2 separate regions of the Hordeum vulgare genome follow, and region 2 is linked to region 1. Evidence: chromatin contacts called from public Hi-C data. All regions are on one chromosome and are shown on one strand. Each heading gives the region's core, a stretch centred on a gene start, on an enhancer-like site or on the middle of the called end of the contact. The rest is flanking DNA. Distances are from core to core; before and after follow the strand shown.

Region 1 (4,276 bases), core at 1,033-3,532:
TTTTGTTTTTATTTGGATCAAAGAATTAAGAATTATTAACTTTTTATACACACATTGTAACTTTGAGCTTCCCCTTCATGTTCTTCCAAGATTCGCCATTGCGTACTCCGTGGGCTCGACAGGTAACAGGAGAGATTGACTTGTAAATCACTCGAAAATGATGACCGAACAAGCAAATTTAATTTATTAACGAACCACCTAACCGGTTTGGCCACCACTCTATCTCCCACCATTGCCATTCCCACGCTAAGCATCCAGCAAGTACGTACGTCGTCCTCAACGCTTTCGGTCGCACCGTCACCTTCTTCTAGCTCTAGCTAAAGCTTCCTCGCCCCTGCCGGCCGGTGCGCGAACCACATCATCCTCCACAACTTATCTCCATCCATCACTATCACCATCCACAGTTTATCGCTCCATCTCCGTACCGCAAAGAACCCGGCCTACTCGAGCACTATACAGATCATCTTGATCGATAAGTAATCCATCTCATCTTGATCGATAAGTAAGTAAGTAAGTTACCACCAGACATGACACAACAGCTTTTCATCTACCTTTGATGTACAATCGTGTTTGTTGTTTTCTCGTGTAAGAAAATGTGATGGAACGAACGAACGAACACCTCGCAAGTTCAGAGACCGGGACAAGGTACGTAGGTAAGCTTCTCATCCTGCTTGGGACATGTCATCCTGCTTTGGACGTGGACACGTATGGTGAGATTAATTCCGCGGTTTCCACTGGATGGCTGGCGAGAGTGCGTGTCCGGGCCCGCCGGCGACGGCGAGAAGCACGAGCACACATCCACACACCGGAGAGACCGAGAGCGCCTGGTCACCGGCCGTCGCCGCGCGGCTTCGGGGATAGGATCCAGTGCTGGCCATGGGGGCGGACGGTGAGGCCCTTGACCCTGGCGAAGAGCGTGACGGCGCGCCGGACGCCGCGGTCGTCGGCGGCCGTGAAGTAGTCGTGGCCGAACATGACGCCGCCGGGGCGCAGCACGGCCCATGCCAGGTTGATGTCCGCCCACGCCGAGTGGAAGTCGTGGCCGGCGTCCACCTCGATGAGGTCCGCGTAGACGCCCCACCGGCACAGCGCCCCGAGCGTGGACGCCGTGGAGAAGGGCAGCGGCAGCACCGTGGCCGCGGCCTCGGGCCCCGCGGCGAGCACGTTGGCCATGAACTGTGGCAGCAGCAGAGCGTCGCCGTGGCGCTGCTGCGGGACGTCGCGGCGGAAGCGGCCGCGGAAGGCCGGCCAGCCGCGGAAGTCGTCCACGCAGAGGATGGCCGGGAACAGCGAGAGGTTCCTGGCCACGGCCGCCATGTGCAGCGCCGATGCGCCCAGGAACGCGCCCAGCTCCACGATCACGTCCGGCCGCACCTCCTCGATCAGCTCCGCGAACACCGCCCCCGTCGACCCCCACCCGCGCGGCCGCGCCGCCGCCGGGTGCAGCAGCGCCGCGGTGTGCGCCGGCGGGAAGCTCGCGTACGGGCTCTCGCCGTCGAACAGCTTATCAAGAAGCGTCTTCACCACGTCCTCGGCCGGCACCGGCTGCCCGCACTCGTCCCCGAACCTGAACAGGTCGTGCGGCGGCGAGCGCGGGTAGCTCGTGCCCGTGCCGTTCGACGAGGCGGGGACGCTGGAGGAGGCAGCGGTGAGGTGCGCGGCGTGCGGCCGTATGACAGTCTGCGACGGCTTGGGCGTGGGCGGGCGGGCGGACGACGAGACGATGCCGAGCGAGTAGCCAACAGAGAAGACGATGAGGAAGGCGGTGACCCGCGGGAGGTGCGGCCGGAGCCTGGCCGGCACGCCAGACGCCGCCGCTGCCGCCGGAGGCGCACGCGGCTTCATGATCACGCACGCACGCCGGCACGCGGCTCTTCTTGTTGGATGTCCGGGCTATCAACCGGGAAAAATCTCAACTTTCGATCAGGATCCTGGAGGTTGGTTGGGGATACCGCATTTATAGATGGATAGATGGCGGGAGCCGAGCCGAGGGGCTGTTAGCTTGGCGCTCTGTGCTCCCCTTGTTTCGGGGGGGAAGAGAGATGAGATATCAGATATGCACCAACGAAACGAGAGGAGTACAAGACTGGGAGAAAGTTTCGACCTTGTCGTGTTGGTGAGGGGTGACTGCTCTGCTCTGCTTTGACGACGGGTTGGTGAGTTGTGGGTGGTGAATCTGATCGCGGTTGGTTTGGGAGCATCGGAAAAACATCAGGTAGTGGAATTTCGTGCATGCGGGAGAGAATGTCAGGAGGCCTTTCCGTGGCAGGAGGATAGTGTCAGTGTGGATACTCTGGCACTCACTGACTGTAGCCTGGTCCCTGGAGAATCTGGTTCGGCCACGTACTGTCCCGGTGAAGGTGCAACTAACTCTCATGTGTGGCGCCAATGGGGTTGTGTGTGTGTGTGTGGGGGGGGGGGGGGGGGGGCTATGCTTGGGCTGCCTTCCCCTTTGCATAGTTGCATTGTCAATTATTGGCCTAACGGCATCTGCAACGCTTACCCGTAAAACGGACACCGTATCCATCCATAAAAGGGAAGACGTGGATACGGAAACCGTTCATTCAACACTACATGTTATTCACCGAACAGTTGCCGGACATGATGAGTATCATAGAAGCGAATGGTACACACACGGCGGTCGGGGGAGAGGTGTGGAACGGAGATGGAGGAAAAGCGACGTGTAGCATAGATATACCGTTGGAGGTGACGGGCTCGTCGAGTTCCAGCAAGCGTGTGGCGTGATGACCGGGGTGATGAAGCGATAACGAAGGCAAGGTAGAAAAACTAAATGCGCGAAATGGGAGGATAGAGGTGTGAGGTTTGGGAGGGATTCTGGATGGGCCGGGGGTGTCGAAGTCCTACGTGGGTGCTTTTCAGACTCCCGCAATGTCTTCCTCCTCTCACCCCCAGTTTATTCGGGTTGTTGAAAAAAGTACGCCCAGACCATTTAACGGACCGATACAAACCCACATCAATGGCTAAATATGTCGGGATCGCACGACCCCGATGGTTTTAGCGTCCGCTTTGGAGATGCCCCAAAACCCCTTAGATAAAACTATTGGCCTAGAAAAAAGAACAGGATTTCACAATCTTGAAGCAACCAGGTAGGTTACTGGTCAAATACGGCTTCTATAACAATTCTCTGTGAACATCAGCGACACCATACTACCAGAGAGTCATCCATCCCGTTTGTCAAATTGTCAACATTCTAGAGAGCCTTAAGCTTGGTGATCAAGCATGCATGGCTAATAGTCAAGCTTTGCGTTCAAAGCAGTAGTGCGAGTGTCAAGGAAGGGTGACGGCAGATTGAGCTAAGTCAGTGAGAGCCTGTCATGATTGAGTAGGATTAAGTGGCTACCGAGTGTGTCGGTAGGTGGACGCGTTGGTTCGAACCGAGCTGTCAGGCGAGTGAGCCGCACTGCTGCAGCTGCACCAGCAAGCACGGAGCTACAACACCGGACAATCAGTATAGCTGCTGAGTACTGAGTAGCGGCATAATTAGCTCCATCGATCAGGTATGTTCTCTACTAGAGCAGCTCGCTGCCCCCTCGGGGTTTAAGCTCCGTTTTATTCAGTGTACCGGATTTGTTGGGAAATGACATTTTCAGGTGGGAGTATGTGCCTTATCATCGAAAGTGTCTCCCGAGCTCAAATGAGCTTGGTAAACAGTAAAAAATAAACTAATCCTATTTTTAACAAACATTGACAAAATTTTGAAGTGCTTGCAAAAACTCCTCATGGAATCACATTTTCGTTGGTAAAAAATCAATGCTCCAAAATACTTTGAAAGTAGTATTTTCGGAGTGTCAATTTTTTTGGCCATGCCTTCTAAGAATGTGATTACATGATAAATTTTTGCACGCACTTAAAACTTTTAAACTTTTGTCAATGTTTGTCACAAAAGAATCATAGTTATTTGTTTATTTTTTGATTTTATTGTTCGCTGAGCTCATTTGAGCTCACGAGCAGAAACTTTGCGTCCCTTTATCATGGGCAATTTGGAAGTACCGAAAAAACCATGTCTTTAACAAAATTTCAGATCATCTCCAGATCCTCGTCGACATTTCTTTTTTCCAGGGCGGCAAATGCTATTCAGACCGCGGCCAACGTCTTCCGGTCCGTATTGACGACTTTCCGAATGTATTTTATCTATGTTTTACGAAAAGGATCCAAATCTATTATTCAAATTCACTGGAAATACAAAACACCTCAAACATAATAAAAAATATCCAAATTATGGGACCATCAAAGGACCACTACCGTTGCTGGAGCG
Region 2 (4,177 bases), core at 715-3,214, 36 kb before region 1:
GCAATCATTGTAACAGAGAGACCCATCATTAATAAAGATTGTTTCCTCTTTACTTCTTGGTGTTCATCTATTCGGTGTGTTCGACTACTTTGTCTACGACGCTGCTCCACTCCGCAACTTTGGACCGGACTCGTCGGCAGGAGATGCGGAACATTTAGGACGCCCTCACGATGGGCCGCCATGACATCGCGGGAGGCTACAACCTCTTTTTCATACTTTCTGTTTTTGTTTTTCCTCTACTTTTTGGTTTTGTTTGTGCTCTTTCACACCCACAGTAGCAAACATGTCCGTGCATTGCACCAGGAGAAAAGGAAGATAAGCTTTACTACGAAGCAAAACTAAGTTATCATTAATTAGGTTGGACATTTGGGTGATAAGTGTGATGATAACAAAAATGATGAATCAATTAACAATAGGATTCTTGGGGGTGCTAATCGGGTGAACTACCTTATACTACCATACTCATAATAAAAATATCCTAAATTTACTACTTATTTTGAGTTACCGACGTCACACAATAAAAGTGTGGTATAATTTGTTCGATGTCCATGCATGTATGCTTCTGTCGTGTGCGTTGACCATGTAGTCCTTGTCGTATATATGTTCTAAGTTTCTGTTATGTTGCCATATATGTAGGATTCTTTATTACAATTTCATCTCTACTTAGTTTGTTGCTCGATTCACGTTTAGACGTAATTTCCTATGTTCTTCTTTCAGGTGATTATCACTAAGTAAATTTAACACTATCATATATAAAATTATTAAATGTCTTTAAATCATAGTGGTAGGATATAACAACTTCTGTAATTACCTTTGTTCAAGAAAGTAAGCTAGTTCATTAAAGTAGGTTACTTTTGTTTACTATATTCTTTTGTTTAAATAATATATTTGTACCGTGGTATCCCTACACATAGTTTCAAATAAGCATGACTAAGTTAATTAACGACGGCGCATGTGTCTTGTTTTTCATGGATACACTTTAGGACGTAGGAAAATGTTATGGCATTTGTAGATCAGATTAATTATTGTACTACAATCAGACAAGAAAAGATTCTTTACACGTAACAATAGCTGGGATCAATTAAAAACTCTATTGCCATGACACGTAAATTAAAGACGTAAATTAAAAACAAGAAAAGATTCTTTACACGTTTAATAGCTGGGATCAATTAAACACGTCTAGAAGAGACCAGCCACCTCGCTGCACCCATCAGCACGCGAGATCCACATCCCGTCGTTGCGCTTCCTCGGTTTCTCTACCGTGATATTCACATCCCGACCTTCCGTTGGTCTCGCAGAAGAGACGCGTTGCTCCGGCCAGCTTGAGGCCGCCGTTGGGATCCTCACGCTGCAGCCGGCCCGCTCGGGGCCGCCATCGCTCCAGCACCAACGTCCACTCTCGTAACGGCCGGCCCACCATGGATCTTTCTTCAGTGCTGGCTCCGGCCCGCTCAAGGCCGCAGTCGCTCCAGCACCGACGGCCACTCGACGGTCGGCCTAACATGGATGGATCTTACTCTGGTGTTGTTATTTCAGCCTTTGCTCCCTCTGTTTGCTGATTTGAAGCGAGCAGCATACCAATTTCCCGACCTCAATCGGGTTACGAGAGGCCCTCTCGCGCGCAAGCACGACATCGCCAAATTCCCGAGCTCGCCCCACGGCTGTCTGGCCGCCTTCTTCGCCCCATTCCTGCGCTCACCACGCCGGAGAGGGCCGCCTGGGATGGAGAAGGCCGTCCGTACCGCCTCGCCATAGCCGTCCGCCTGGGATGGAGAAGGCCGTCCGTACCGCCTCGCCATAGCCGTCCGCCTGGGATGGAGAAGGCCGTCCGTACCGCCTCGCCATAGCCGTCTCCGCTGCCAACAAGACTATCCTCGTGTCGTACATACGGCAGGGCTAGGCCCCAGCGGAGGCGGAGAGAGCAGTCGGCGGTCGCCTGGGAGTGGATAAGAGGAAGGGAGAGAGCAGCCGGCGGGCGCCTGGGAGTGGATAAGAGGAAGGGAGAGAGCAGCCTGCGGGCGCCTGGGAGTGGATAAGAGGAAGGGGATGAACACGGTCTGGATTGGATAGAGGGTGTGTCTGTAAAAACGAAACATTATCTCAAATAAAAACAGGACCGTGGGTTGAATACCATAAAACGGGAGTTTTTTTTTTGCAAAACGTGCACGACGGGTTTTCCGACAGATTGACTATTTGTCACCCTGGATGAGGAATAGTTATTTTTCATCTCCCTTTATTTTAACATCAATGCATCGTAATTTTATGCTTTGTTATTTTTTTTCTTATTTCATACGTAGAAAGAGACCATACGAAAATATATAATCATCGTAAAAAATATTTTATGTCACGTAAAATTACAAACAAAGAAATATAGTGTAATATATATATATAATGCAATTTTTGTGGTCTTATGACCTATATCTTTGTTTTTTTATGTTAAATTTTACATAGTGAATCAATATAGAGGTAATTATTTGTATTCCCGATATAACTTATTTATAAAACAATCGTAAGATTACCTTGGGCGAAGAATAACTTATTCTGCATCCTGGGTGATAAATAGACTTTCTATATACATAGCAAAAGTGATCGTGTGTTGTAACGGAAGAAAAGAATACCATATGTTCTTAATTTAAAAAAATGGTCTATAATCTGAGTAAAATAACATTACATTCAGATTTTACATAATGTTTTAATCAAATTATATATATATAATGTTAAATTTGGAGTTACGGTCGAAGATATGGGTATTTTTTAAAACATTTCACATGTACTACGGGTTTAAAGTCAGAAACATCATGGAGTTTTCTATAAAATAGCACGATGAACTAAATTTGAAGTTACGATCTAGAAGATATGGGTATTTAAAAATATATTTATTATGTACTACGGGTTTAATGTTAGAAATATTATGGGGCTTTCTATAAAATAGCACGATGAACTAAGAATACTTATTTCCATTATTGGTATAGATAGATAGATATATGACAAATATTTCCTACCATCCGGTGGTAGTTATATGACATGTCATATATACAGTTATGTGGTGGTATATGCACTGCTCTATCATTCTAAATATTTCATACAATATATATTTATAAAAATTATTAAACAAATGTTGATCAAGCATTTGAAAAAGTTAAATGTGTATAAAGAAATATGACGATTTTTATTATGTATATAAAAATGTTAGTCGAGCATTTCGAAAATAATTGAATAAGTATTTGAAAAATGTTAATAAAAAATTTGTTAATGTTAAATGGCTATTGAAAAAATGTTAATCATGTGTTAAAAAAAATGAATTTTTTAACATGTATATAAAAACGTAAGTTAACCATTTGCAAAAATGTTAAAGAAGTATTTGACAAATGTTCATCAGGCATTTGGAAAATGTGACAATGTATGAAAAAAAATGTTAGTGCTGCATTTGAAAACGTCTTAATCAAGCATTTGAATAATGTTAAATGTGCATAGAAAAAATGTTGACCATGTGTTAAAAAAGTGTTGATCTTGTATTTGAAAAATGTTAATCAAGCATTTGAAAATGTTTGAAATAGTGTAGAGGAAAAATGTTGATCATTTATGAAAAAATGTTAACCTTGTATTTTAAAAATGTTAATTAAGCATTTAAGAATTTTTAAAACAATGTATAGGAAAAATGTTGATCATGTATTAAAAATATTAATATTGTATTTGGAAAACCGGTAAAACAATAAAAGGACTAAAGAAAAAATAAAAAATAAAAGGAAACAAAAAACAAAAAAAATACGGAAAATAGAATTCCAAATGTAACAGAAGAAAATGGAAGAAAGGGAAAAAGGCAAAAAAAAGTCAAAAGCACACGAAAAAAACCAAATGACCAATGCAAAACCAGCGGTTTTACCCTCAACTAGGTGGGTATTTTACACAGTTGAAGCTGGCATAGTGGCTAGCAGTGTTGCCACTAGTATCGGATCAAGGTTTGTACTATTTGTCTTCTTTATTATATTTTATAAAACATGCGTTAACGAACAGGCCCAGTAGCTACAGTGCTAGAGTATTTGGTTCAGCGAGAAGGAGCTAGCATTCGCGTGGAGCGATATATAGTGCCTGCAGAGGTTTTAAAGGCACTTCGATAACATTGCGATTTTTTCTGCCAAATCAGCCTACAAGCTCTATATTCAGTTAAGGGATGTAC

What was found. Hi-C and Micro-C count contacts between places; a contact is called where the count stands out from the background.
Region 2: a contact with region 1 is called in a Hi-C map of seedling, with 2.2 times the contacts expected there. The contact joins the enhancer-like site here to the promoter of LOC123396585 in region 1. A contact is called at or near these places in 5 of 6 Hi-C or Micro-C datasets (leaf and seedling).

Annotation. Positions count from the first base shown.
Region 1 is chr5H:494,008,762-494,013,037 of MorexV3_pseudomolecules_assembly, reverse strand. LOC123396585 reads right to left here and starts at 2,282. Exons shown (of 2, transcript XM_045091479.1): 1 at 2,105-2,282; 2 at 492-2,010. The coding sequence starts at 1,845. The coding sequence ends at 829.
Region 2 is chr5H:494,044,733-494,048,909 of MorexV3_pseudomolecules_assembly, reverse strand. No RefSeq gene overlaps it. Among protein-coding and RNA genes, the nearest start is that of LOC123396585, 36 kb to the right of the region's middle. Within about 2 kb of position 1,964, at least 3 of the 3 cell types and tissues checked have open chromatin away from gene starts, as enhancers often do. A contact at or near this core is called in leaf and seedling, where this site is marked.